Regions from separate parts of the Oryctolagus cuniculus genome. Here region 2 is linked to region 1. Evidence: chromatin contacts called from public Hi-C data. All regions are on one chromosome and are shown on one strand. The core of a region is the stretch at or near the end of the contact, and the rest is flanking DNA. Distances in the headings are between cores, read along the strand shown. Region 1 overlaps ALOX5 (arachidonate 5-lipoxygenase). Region 2 has its middle 16 kb from the start of ZNF22.

Region 1 (6,312 bases), core at 663-3,162:
CCCACCTGTTTTTTATCATGTCATTATCAAGGCTATTGTTAACCATCAAAGCTGTGACCCCAAGCAAGAAGGAACACCCCTACCTGCCCTTCCTCCCTGTGCCAGCATCAGCTCAGCATGGGGGCCCTGGGGTGCGGGAAGCTGAGCACTCCAGGGTTTCCGTGGTTTGTGGACCCTGGCCCAGCCCTCTCTCCGGTCTTCTCCTCCCCCACCCAGCTACTGGTGGCACATGTGCGGTTCACCATCGCCATCAACACCAAGGCCCGGGAGCAGCTCATCTGCGAGTATGGCCTCTTTGACAAGGTGGGTGGCCTCCCAGCCCCACTGGTGCCTGCAAGAGCCCCCCCACCTCACCTGCTCCCTGGGGCCCATTGGCCCTGCCACGCACGAGGAACCTCTCTGCAGTGCTGCCCAGCACCGGGTGCACAACCTCCTCTGGTCCTGCCCTTCCTCGCTCTCCCTGCTCCGCCCACCTGGTGTTGTCTCTCTCTCTCTCTCTCTCTCTCTCTCTCTCTCTCTCTCACACACACACACACACACACACACACACACACACGGGAGCCCTTGGCCTGCCTTCTGCCTTTCTCACCACCCAAGCCAGAGGCTCGCTGGTGGGTTATAAATGACAAGCCTAGCACCATGTGGCTGCATAGGTTGTCAATTAGACCATGGTCGGGGGTGGGGGAAGACACAGAGCCCACCCAGGGACTCAAAGGGGGCCCTGGAGTAGTGCAGGCTGCCTGGCCCTTCTCCCTGGTCTGTGCCAGCCTCTTCCTCCTCCCTGCTGCAGGTGGGCCTCCTGCCACAGGAGGGAGCCCTTGTCTTGTGACTTGCCTACTTGTGCACGCACCTGTGTGTGTGTGTGTGTGTGTGTGTGAGCGCGCGTATGGGAGCCACGTGGGAGTGTGTACACACATGCCTGCGAGTATGTCTGTGTCATGCGCCTGGGGTGAGGCCAGGATCCCCGCCCCCAGCCCTCGGCTAAGCACAACGTGTTTCTGGGCGCTGGGGAGTGGTCTCTACCCCTCTGGGGCTGGGTCAGCCCCCTCACTTACCCGGCCCCTCCCACCCAGGCCAACGCCACGGGCGGCGGCGGGCACGTGCAGATGGTGCAGAAAGCCATGCAGGACCTCACCTACGCCTCGCTCTGCTTCCCCGAGGCCATCAAGGCCCGGGGCATGGACAGCACCCAGGACATCCCCTACTACTTCTACCGCGACGACGGGCTGCTGGTGTGGGAGGCCATCCGGACGTGAGTGCCCGCTGGCGCTGGGGCTGGCAGAGGGGGCGAGGGGCAGGGGACGCGAGGAGGAGCCCCCTTGCCCGCTCCCTCCGGCGACCCCTCCCCGCGCAGGTTCGTGGCCGAGGTGGTGGGCATCTACTATGAGGACGACCAGGTGGTGGAGGAGGACCAGGAGCTGCAGGACTTCGTGCGGGACGTCTACATGTACGGCATGCGGGGCAGGAAGGCCTCAGGTAGGGCCGCGGGGGCACGCGGGTGGGCGCGGGGGCGCGGGGCCCGGTCCTCGCTCAGCCAGCGAGCCGCTCCGCCCCAGGCTTCCCCAAGTCCATCAAGAGCCGCGAGAAGCTGTCCGAGTACCTGACCGTGGTGATCTTCACGGCCTCCGCCCAGCACGCGGCCGTGAACTTCGGCCAGGTAGGCCCGCGCCGCGCCGACCCGCCCGCGACCCGCTCCCGGCTCCCCCAGCCCGCCAACCCCTGGCCCTTGTGGGCCCAGGAGAATCAGGGAAGCCTGGAGGTGGAGAGACCAAGGTGCCCGGGGAGGAGGAGCTGGGGAAGGGCGGGGCCTTTGGGGGAGAGCTGGGGGGGGACGAGGCGGAGCTGAGAGAGGAGGCGGGGCCTTTGGGGAGGAGCCCAAGAGGCGGGGCCCAGAGAGGAGGGTCTGAGGAAGGGCGGGGCCTTTGGGGAGGAGCCTGAGGGGCGGGGCCGAGGAGGGAGCAGAAGGGCTGCCCGGGGAAGGAGGGTCTGCTGCTCTGGTGGAGGTGCCCGAGCGGCCAGGCCTCCGCCCGCCCACGCGTTGGGGGCGGTCCCCGCAGTATGACTGGTGCTCCTGGATCCCCAATGCGCCTCCGACCATGCGGGCGCCGCCGCCCACGGCCAAGGGCCTGGTGACCATCGAGCAGATCGTGGAGACGCTGCCGGACCGCGGCCGCTCCTGCTGGCATCTGGGCGCCGTGTGGGCGCTGAGCCAGTTCCAGGAAAACGAGGTGAGGCCGCGCGCGCCGGCCTAGGATGGCATTGAAAGGCAGGGTTGGGACGGGGAGGACAGACAGACAGACGCCCCGCCCCCGCGGGAGGGCTGCACCTGCGGGTCCTCCCCCCCAGCCCCAGGGAGCACAGGCTCCCAGCGCCCTCCCCTGCGCACGCGCCTGTGCCCTCCCCTGTGTTCTCCCCTGCGCGCTCACCTGCGCGCCCGCCTGTCCGTGCCCCGCCCCCAGCTGTTCCTGGGCATGTACCCCGAGGAGCACTTCATCGAGAAGCCCGTGAAGGAGGCCATGGCCCGCTTCCGCAAGGCCCTGGAGGCCATTGTCAGCGTGATCGCCGAGCGCAACAAGCACAAGAAGCTGCCCTACTACTACCTGTCGCCGGACCGCATCCCCAACAGCGTGGCCATCTGACCCCGCCGCCAGGGGTGTGAGTGCGCGGCCGTCCTGCACGGAGCAGGCCCACTCCCACACCCGGGCAGCGGCTGGGCCGGCTGGCTGACAGCCATAGTCATGCCTAGTCCGACTCCTTGTATGCAGTAGGTGCCCAGGAAAATTCCTGTCGAATGGATTCTTTGTTGGTTACCAGAACTAGAGGAAGTCATTTAAAACCCACGTGCTGGGTGGCCGGTGCTGTGGTGTAGCGGATAAAGCCCCCGCCTGCAGTGCCGGCATCCCATATGGGCGCTGGTTCGAGACCCGACTGCTCCACTTCCGATCCAGCTCTCTGCTGTGGCCTGGGAAAGCAGTAGAGGAAGGCCCAAGTGCTTGGGACCCTGCACCTACGTGGGAGACCTGGAAGAGGCTCCTGGCTGTGGATCATCGCAGCCTCAGCCGTTGGGGCCATCTGGGGAGTGAACCAGAACATGGAAGACCTCTCTCTGCCTCTGCCTCTCTGTAACTCTGCCTTTCAAATGAACAAATAAATCTTAAAAAAAAAAAAAAGCCATAATCCCACGTGCTGTACCCAGCCACCCGAAACAGCTGAGAAAAAGCCAGAATCAATGGGCTCCCCCACCCCAGGACACAGGCACCTCCCCCACACATCTGTCCAGAGCACATCTCAAATGCCACTGCCTCTGGGAAGGCCTCCTTGGCTGTCTGCCTGGGGTTTCCCGGAGCCGCTGCCTGTTGCTGTCCCAGTGGCCTCTCCCTGGGGAGGGGACGCCCTCGCTGAAGCAGAGAACCCACTTTCTTAGTGTCTGGGCCAGGGCCCGCCTAGGGTCCATCTCAGCTGCTCCTGGCAGGGACAGATTAGCAGGCGCTGCTGGGAGCCACGACCCCACAGCCCCGGTGTCAGAATCGCATCACCGAGGGGTCCCGGCAGGTGCTCCTGAGTGGGTGGGCTAGCAGGGTCAGGGAAGGGCTTCCACCGAGGTCAGCAGGGCACAGGAGGCCGTGTGCAGGTGCTCCTGGGCCCCTGGGAAGCTTCCTGCTGGAGCAGGTGCTGTAGAGGGCAAGGCACAGCCCCAGTGTGGCTCCCAGACGTGGTCGCCGCTGTGGGTGACCTTCAGCACTGAGCCACTCACACACAGCCACCACGGAGCCCCCTGCCAGGTCGTGTGGTCGGGGAGGCAGGAGCAGGACCCTGGTGCAGGGAGAGAGAAGCGAGCAGTGGATGCGGAGGGCTTCACACCACATGGTCCCTCTGAGAGTCTCACTGCAGCCAGCAGGGCATCCTCAGATGGAAGTCACCCAGCACAGCGCCCTCTGTCGGCAAGGAGTGACAACAGCTGCTGGCGGGAACACGCAGCTGGCTGGAGCCCACGTGTGACAGCTGAGGCCCCAGACTGGGTGATGTACAGAGAAGAAATCGACTTACCGAAGGTCTGCAGGCTGGAGGTCCATCCAGGTCCTGTCAGCCGAGGGCTCTGTCTCTGCCTCGGAGCCAGAGCCTTGTGCGCTGTCTAAGCAGCGTGGAGGGACAGGAACGGGTGGACACGATCTGCAACCCTTTCTGCAAGGCTGTTAACCCATTCTTCGGGACAGAATACTGAGGAGTTCCCGCCTCCCAAAGGCCTCAGCTCCCAGCAGTGTCCACCTGCGGCTTAGGCTCCCCTGCAGGGTTTTAGGAGGAGCGCTTGTGTCCAAGCAATAGCATAACCAGGGTCTTGTTTTCAAACAATGGTTTTCAGCTGAAGCTTAACCAAGTTAATTTTTTGCTTTGAGGGGAAAAAAATCAACACATCAACTGAATCCAGAATCAAAAAAAAAAAAAAGCACCCATTGCTGGGACACAGCCCCAAGTGATTCGATATACTAACATTCTGAGGGTGGAGTGGCCCATTCTCTAGAGAAACAGCAGAGAGAGGTCACAAGATGGCCCCAATACTGTTAGTAGCAGGTCATTATTTTAACACGGTTTTTTAAACTGTGCTTGTGGAGTTCAAGAAATATGTTCCTTAAAGAGGAGGAGAGCTCAGCATAGAAACAGGCACTGGCAGAAAAAGGAGCTGCAAATAAAAATCCCGGGACTGAAAACTGTCGGAAAAATATTCATAATGGAATAGGCTTGATGACAGAGCCCAGTGAGGGTGAACTTGAAGACTGGTGACAGAAAAGAATCAAAGAAATTAAGATGGATTTATTTGACAGGCGGAGCGACAGAGAGAGGAGAGGGAGAGAGGGAGAGAGAGATCGTCCACCCACTGGTTCACTCCCCAAATGACCACAGCGGCTAGAGCTGAGCCAAGCCAAAGCCAGGAGCCAGGAGCTCCATTTGGGTGTCTCAGGTGAGTGGCAGGGGTGTGAGCACCTGGGCCGTCTTGCTCTGCCTTCCCAGGCGCATCAGCAGGGAGCCGGATCGGAAGCAGAGCATCCGGGTCTTGAACTGGCACTCCAATAGGGGATGCCAGCATTGGAAAAAACAAAACGTTCTCATGAACTGGGTTTCAAGGCCTCGGAGACAAGGTTAAACATTTTTGTATCACATCACTGGAATCTCAGGAGAGGAAAGACGAGAACAGAAAGGCTGAGTCCTCCCAAGTATGGCAAAAGGCCCCAACGTAAAGCATCCAGAAACAGCCAGACCCAAGCAGAACCAGCACCCCTGTGAGTCCTGGTGCTCCCAACCAGAGTTAAAGGGAAAAGCTCTGGCTGGCGCCATGGCTCACTAGGCTAATCCTCCGCCTTGCGGCGCCGGCACACCGGGTTCTAGTCCCGGTAGGGGAGTCGGATTCTGTCCCGGTTGCCCCTCTTACAGGCCAGCCCCTGCTATGGCCGGGGAGTGCGGTGGAGGATGGCCCAGGTGCTTGGGCCCTGCACCCCATGGAAGACCAGGAGAAGCACCTGGCTCCTGCCATTGGATCAGCGCAGCGCGCCAGCCGTGGCGGCCAAAACCTCAGGCAAAAAATAACACTGGGAGAACCCATCGTCAGCAGCTCCTGGCCACAAAGCAACGTGAGGGGAAACTGTTCGGGCTGCAGCGCCCCAGAAACGGCCTCTTTAAAATCCGGGAGACCATTCGAAGCCAACGGTGCACCACAGGGCATTCTGCATTCTACTCTAACAAAATTAGATCTTGGTGGTGGTTGGGGGGTTGTATAGCGGGCCAAGCAGTGCCAGCATCACGGCGCTGGTTAGAGCCTCGGCTGCTCCGCTTTGACTCAACTTCTTTTAATGCACCTGGGAAAGCAGCAGAGGATGACTCAAGTGCCTGGGTCCCTGCCGCCCACGTGGGAGACCCGGATGGAGTTCTGGGCTCCTGGCTTCAGCCTGGCCACGCTGGGCTACAGCAGCCATTTGGGGGCTGGACCCATGGATAGAAGATTCTCTGTCTCTCTCTCTCTCTCTCTCTCTCTCTTTATCCCTCTGTTATTCTACCTTTCAAATAAATAAAATAAATCTTTAAAAAAATTAAATATCGGGGTTGGCACTGTGGTGCAAGGGGTTAAGCCGTGAACTGCAGCAGTGACCTCCCACATGGGCGCCAATTCAAGTCCTGGCTGCTCCACTTCCAATCCAGCTCTCTGCTGTGGCCTGGGAAAGCAGTAGAAGATGGCCCAAGTCCTTGGGCCCCTGCACCCGCATGGGAGACACAGAAGAAATTCCCAATTCCTGGCTTTGGCCTGGCCCAGCTCCAGCCATT
Region 2 (5,531 bases), core at 732-3,231, 510 kb before region 1:
TCCTCCGGCTCCCAGTGCCGCGTGAGACCCGCGAGGGCAGTGCCACGCTGAGACAGCCCCCGGCTGGGTTCTCCACAACCCTGGGGACTTGCATTATGAAGAATGGCCGCTAGATGGCAGCAAAGGACACAGAACGGAAAGCAGTCGCGTGTGCGTGTTTCCCTTAGCTTGCTGAGCGCAGGAAACCACTATGGGAGAGCCGGGTAAGGTACAATGTCTTCGAAGGCACACCATACGTTAAGAAATTGAGCATATGTTAGTCCAATTACCTGAATGCCATTAACATTCCCACTGTAAAATAGATAACAAATAACTGAAAAGGCATGGAGATAAGGAAGTCTTTTCTTTAGAGACTTTTTTTTTTTAATTAGTACAAATTTCTTAAGAAACTTTAGGAATACAGTGATTCTTCCCACCCTAACTGCCCTCCCACTCCCAGTACCACCCCACTTCCTCCTCTCTCGTAAGTCTCTTTCTTATCAAGGCACAGAAATAAAAATCATCAGAAGTGTTCACTAAACATACCGTAGTCCTTTCCTGCACTCCTCTCTGGCTGTCCCTGCAAGATCTGTCCTATCCCTTACCAGCGTTCTCCCCAGCAAGCTGTCATCCACCACCCGGCTCAGCTACACCCTTCTCAAGCTTCTCCAAGAAGACGTGTGCACATGAGGGGCACCTGAGACCACCGCTGAGAAGCAAGGCTGTGCCCCTGGGGGGATGGACCCAGGTGTGGACACTGATGCAGGGGCTCCGGGCTGGGAGGACTGTCCACTTTTCCTTATCATAAGCTGTTTGATCTTCTTACCATATACAGACGTTATATTTATGCTTTCAAATATACATGCAAAGTAAATTGTGGCCGGCGCCGCGGCTCACTAGGCTAATCCTCCACCTTGTGGCTCTGGCACACCGGGTTCTAGTCCCGGTCGGGGCGCCGGATTCTGTCCCGGTTGCTCCTCTTCCAGGCCAGCTCTCTGCTGTGGCCAGGGAGTGCAGTGGAGGATGGCCCAAGTGCTTGAGCCTTGCACCCCATGGGAGACCAGGAGAAGCACCTGGCTCCTGCCTTTGGATCAGCGCGGTGTGCCGGCCACAGCGCGCCAGCCGCGGTGGCCATTGGAGGGTGAACCACCGGCAAAGGAAGACCTTTCTCTCTGTCTCTCTTTCACTGTCCACTCTGCCTGTCAAAAAATAAAAAAAAAAATAAAAAAAAAATAAAAAAAAAAATAAAAAAAAAAAAACAAAGTAAATTGCAGTAGCAAAAGGGAGGGGGGACCTCAGAGCAATGGCTCCGTGCCTCGCTGCCTTTGCCTGCTGGGGAGAAGCCCTGCCTGGCATTGCATCTCGCTGCAGTTTCGTCAGGTAACTTACTCCCTGAATCCCCTTCTTCTTGCCCACTTCCAAAGGGCTGGATTGTGTTACAGAGACTGTGTCTGTGCACATCTTTGTGTTCCACAGCTGTGTGCATCTCGGGTGGGGATGTAGAGTGTAAGACGCCGTGTGATGTAAAAGACATCTGGATTGGAGAGATACGTCCTGAGTTCTAGATCCGTGTGCCCTTAGACAAATCATTTTCCCTCTCTGCATCTAGGGCTTTTTGTCTATCAAATGAAGCCAAACTTGGCCATTAACCTGGATGTTTCATTTATGACTCTGTGGCTGCAAGCTGCCAAAACCAAGTTTGGTTAACTAAAGCAACATAAAGAGACGTGACGAAGATGGCTGAAGAAAGATTTGAGCGACCAGGCCTTGGGAAGGGTGGGAACCCTGGCAGCCCCAGGTATCCGGACCTGCCACCCCAGGGACCCTGCCACCACAGCCACGGGCTCCTTCCTGCCTTTGTGTGTGTGTGTTTTGCACGGGGAAAGAGAAATGGCTTTTCCAGCAAGACGAAAGAAGGAATGACAGAAAAGAAGGAGAGGCAAGTGAGTAAAGAGGGAATGGAACAAATTCACACAGCTCACAAGTTGGCTCTGGAGGCAGCTTCCCAGTGAGTCATCTAACAGCCTGTGTTAGCAGCATCGTAATGAGCACACGGCTTTCTGGTACAAGTACTTTCAAAGAAACCATAACTTCTCTGGTGTGTGTGTTTGTATCCACTCTTACAGTGCTATTCAGTTTTCTTATCTATTGAACCATGTCTGCTAAGGATTAGCAGTAAGAAAACCTTACTACCTAGAAGTAATAAAAAAAAATCAGGGCCGGTGCCGTGGCATAGCAGACTAAGTTACCACCTTCATGTGGGCGCTGGTTTGAATCCCAGCTGCACCATTTCCCATCCAGCTCCGTGCTGGTGCCCCTGGGAAAGCAGCAGAGGGTGGCCCAAGTCCTTGGGCCGCTGAACTCATGGGTCAGACCTGGAAGAAGCTGCTGGGTCCTGGCTTCAGCCTGGCCCGGCCCTGGCTGTTGCAGTCATTTAGGGATGACATCCAGTGTATGGAAGACCTCTCTTTGTGTCTGTCTCCCTCTCTGTAACTCTGCCTTTCTAATAAATAAAAAAAGAAAAGAATTTCAGTTGGTTTTTATTTACACTTAGTTGAGAAAAGTTCCTCTTAGGCAATTTTCTCTTTCAAAAATGTACTCAAGTACATGGGCAGAATTATCAAACCATATTCTCCTCACTTCACTCTTCAGATTGTGCATGTCTGCTCTGACCAATGATTTTGTTCTTTGTTCACTCAGATAAAAAATATGGATATGTATATTCTTATACTTATAGGTGGGAGTACTTAAAAATTCATGGAAAATGCATGTTACCAAAAACTATGCATGGATTTAAACATTTTTGTGCAAAAATAATGTATCTCTTAATTCTACTTTTCCATGAAGCTGTTGGAGTACTCATAATAAAATTTTAAGTAGTACATAATTAGGAGGGGAATCTCGTGTGTTAGTATTCTGATACATATGAAGTATACATACATTTCTTTCAACCCTGTGGTGCGTGTCTGTATTTGGGGGACCATGGCTACTGTTTTAACTTGCCTGAATCAAGCATAGGTATCGCAAAGTGATCCTCACTAGTGGGAGCCCCTCTTCTGACAGACCCATTATGAGTTGTCCTGAGCCGTGGAATCAGTTGTCCTTTGGGGGGGTCCTGGTTCCTTATACTGGGAATAATATTGGAGCCACAGCTCTGGTCACTGTCAGTGAGCATGGCAGTCCCAAAGCTGGCAAAGGCAGGCATTTTTCTTTTTCAGTTTCAAACATAACGTGGCATTTCCCACCTGACATGTATTAGGGAGTCTTATTTGCCTCCACAACTTTCTGCCTGCATAGGCTGGGAGTGGCTGACCTCTGATGCGACTCTGGAAGGGCAGTCAGCGTTCTGTGTGTTTCCCAGTCATCAGACCCTGATGGGCCCTATACACATAGTGCCAGTATGGGGCTCACTGGGCCATAGGCCCTGCCAAGAGAGCTCTCTGCATAGTAGAAAAGTCAGCCAGGAAACCAAGTCCTGCCTACGATGGGGGTGTATACAAAGCCGTGGCCTGGACTTGCTGTAGCAGAGTGCTAAGGACAGAGAGGCCCACCCCTGGTTGGGTGAGCCAGGGGAACATTTGCCAGTGAAGCAGGAGAGTAGTGATGATGGGTTGGGGAGTGGGCAACCTGCGCTGTCCCTCTCTGTTAGGTTCTGGTGCTGCTGGTGAAGTGGGGGGGGGGGACCTGTGCCGTGCCTCTCTGTTAGGTTCTGGTGCTGCTGGTGAAGAAGGAGAGTAGTGGGGGGGGGGGGGGCGGGAACCTGTGCCATGCCTCTCTGTTAGGTTCTAGTGCTGCTGAGTAGGAGAGTAGTGGGGGGAGGGGGGAACCTGCGCCATGCCTCTCTGTTAGGTTCTGGTGCTGCTGGTGAAGTAGGAGGGGGGGGGGACCTGCGCCATGTCTCTCTGTTAGGTCTGGTGCTGCTGGTGAGTAGGAGAGTAGTGGGGGGGAACCTGCGCCATGTCTCTCTGTTAGGTTCTGGTGCTGCTGGTGAGTAGGAGAGTAGTGGGGGGGGGGAGTGGGGAACCTGCGCCATGTCTCTCTGTTAGGTCTGGTGCTGCTCATCGTCTTTCAGGGTCCATGGGTTGTAGAGCCGGTTCTCCAAACCCTGCTTCCGTCTGCACGCGGCCTTCACCCTGTGTCTGTCTTGTCTTCTTGTAAGGACACCAGTCACGATGGATCAGGGGTCCAGGTTGTAGGAACATCATGAGAAAGGCACAGACGGGGTATTCAGTCTGACTGCTGCTTGGAGTGTGTGCCGGGCAATGGGAGAGGAGGCAGAGGAGGGAGAGGGGACAGAACGTGGTGGGCCTTGAATGGCCAGCTAAGAAACATGCACTGCTGCCTCTGGAGACGATGTGCCATCCGAGGGCTGGAAGTGAGGGTGGATAGAATCAGGTTTCCACCTCTGATAGATTTTCTGGCGGCTACGTAGAAGGTCCCAAGGACGTGCTAGTGTGTGCTTCACTTTTCAATGCCCTCTCCTATTTTTCTGAGCTGAGTGTGTGTTTCCAAACGGCAGTACCTGCAAATGATGACTGATTTCATCTGCCTTTTGAAATGGAATGGTTCATACCTTTCCTTTCTAGAGCTGGCGCCAGACCCAAGGCCAAGTTTAGGTAACGAGTGAAGGACTTGCTTTTCTCTTCATCAGCATCTATCTTGATACTTAACACCTCAGATGTTTTCAACAACAGTCAAAATGGCCACCTGGCTTTGGGCTGGTGATGGCTGCTTTCGTGTCAAAGTGAGTTCAGTGATACCCACACAGCCAGTAAAATATTACTTCTGAAGAAGCTCCCGGCCCTTAGCTTTGGCCTGGGCCATCCTGGTCATTGCAGCCATCTGGGGAATGAACCAGTGGATGGAAGATCTCTCTCTCTCTCTGTCTTTCAAATAAATAAATAAGCAATCTTTTTAAAAAGTGACTGCAGAACAATGTCTAATTGATCCATGGTTTCCCCTCTGTGAAGTATTGGTTCTTCTAGTCCTGCTTGATTAAACCCGTGGCTTACATGAATAAAAACACATGATTGTTCAGGTGAGTCTCATCAAGGTCTTTTTTATGTTTTCTACTGTGAGCTACTTCATTATACATGGAAACGAAAGGTCCTCATGTGGTGTGTTTAAAGCTGAAATTAAAAATGGGCCCGTAGACTTCCTGTTACAGAAGCTGTAAGATACAGTATCAGCAGCCCCATTTAACACTGCTTAGAGACACACAGTAAGAGACGGTGAGGCTAACAGGAACAGTGCGTGTGTGAGAGATGGGGAAAATGCCCTGCTAGCACCTGAAGTCCTAGTTTCAGTTTCTCTTGCGGCCCATCCTTACCCTTCTCCTAGTAGGAATGTTCTTTTATTTCTTGTATTTGTGAGGTCACATACATAAGTATAAAGATGTATCTTTTTCATAAGCTAGCTTTATGTGTATATCATTTTAGAATTTAGAACCAGTGGTCCTGGTTAATGTAGAAATAGGATACGTGGAATTGTTATAGTTACTTATTTGAAAGGCAGAGGAGTGGGAAAGGCAAAGGAGAGGGAGGAGGAATAAG

Evidence for each region. A called contact is a pair of places that touch in the nucleus more often than the background predicts.
Region 2: a Hi-C map of an unstated tissue shows a contact between it and region 1, with 3 times the contacts expected there. The contact joins two enhancer-like sites. A contact is called at or near these places in 2 of 6 Hi-C or Micro-C datasets (ear pinna and an unstated tissue).

What each region holds. Positions count from the first base shown.
Region 1 is chr15:83,412,196-83,418,507 of mOryCun1.1, reverse strand. It overlaps ALOX5 (arachidonate 5-lipoxygenase), which reads left to right. Exons shown (of 14, transcript XM_002718327.5): 9 at 217-303; 10 at 1,074-1,252; 11 at 1,355-1,476; 12 at 1,557-1,657; 13 at 2,058-2,228; 14 at 2,460-3,170. The coding sequence ends at 2,639. All of the region lies in intron 2 of LOC103351327 (a long non-coding RNA gene), which reads left to right. Among named protein-coding and RNA genes, the nearest start is that of ALOX5, 39 kb to the left of the region's middle. Within about 2 kb of position 1,912, at least 5 of the 8 cell types and tissues checked have an H3K27ac peak or open chromatin away from gene starts, as enhancers often do.
Region 2 is chr15:83,927,446-83,932,976 of mOryCun1.1, reverse strand. No RefSeq gene overlaps it. Among named protein-coding and RNA genes, the nearest start is that of ZNF22, 16 kb to the left of the region's middle. Within about 2 kb of position 1,981, at least 1 of the 8 cell types and tissues checked has an H3K27ac peak or open chromatin away from gene starts, as enhancers often do.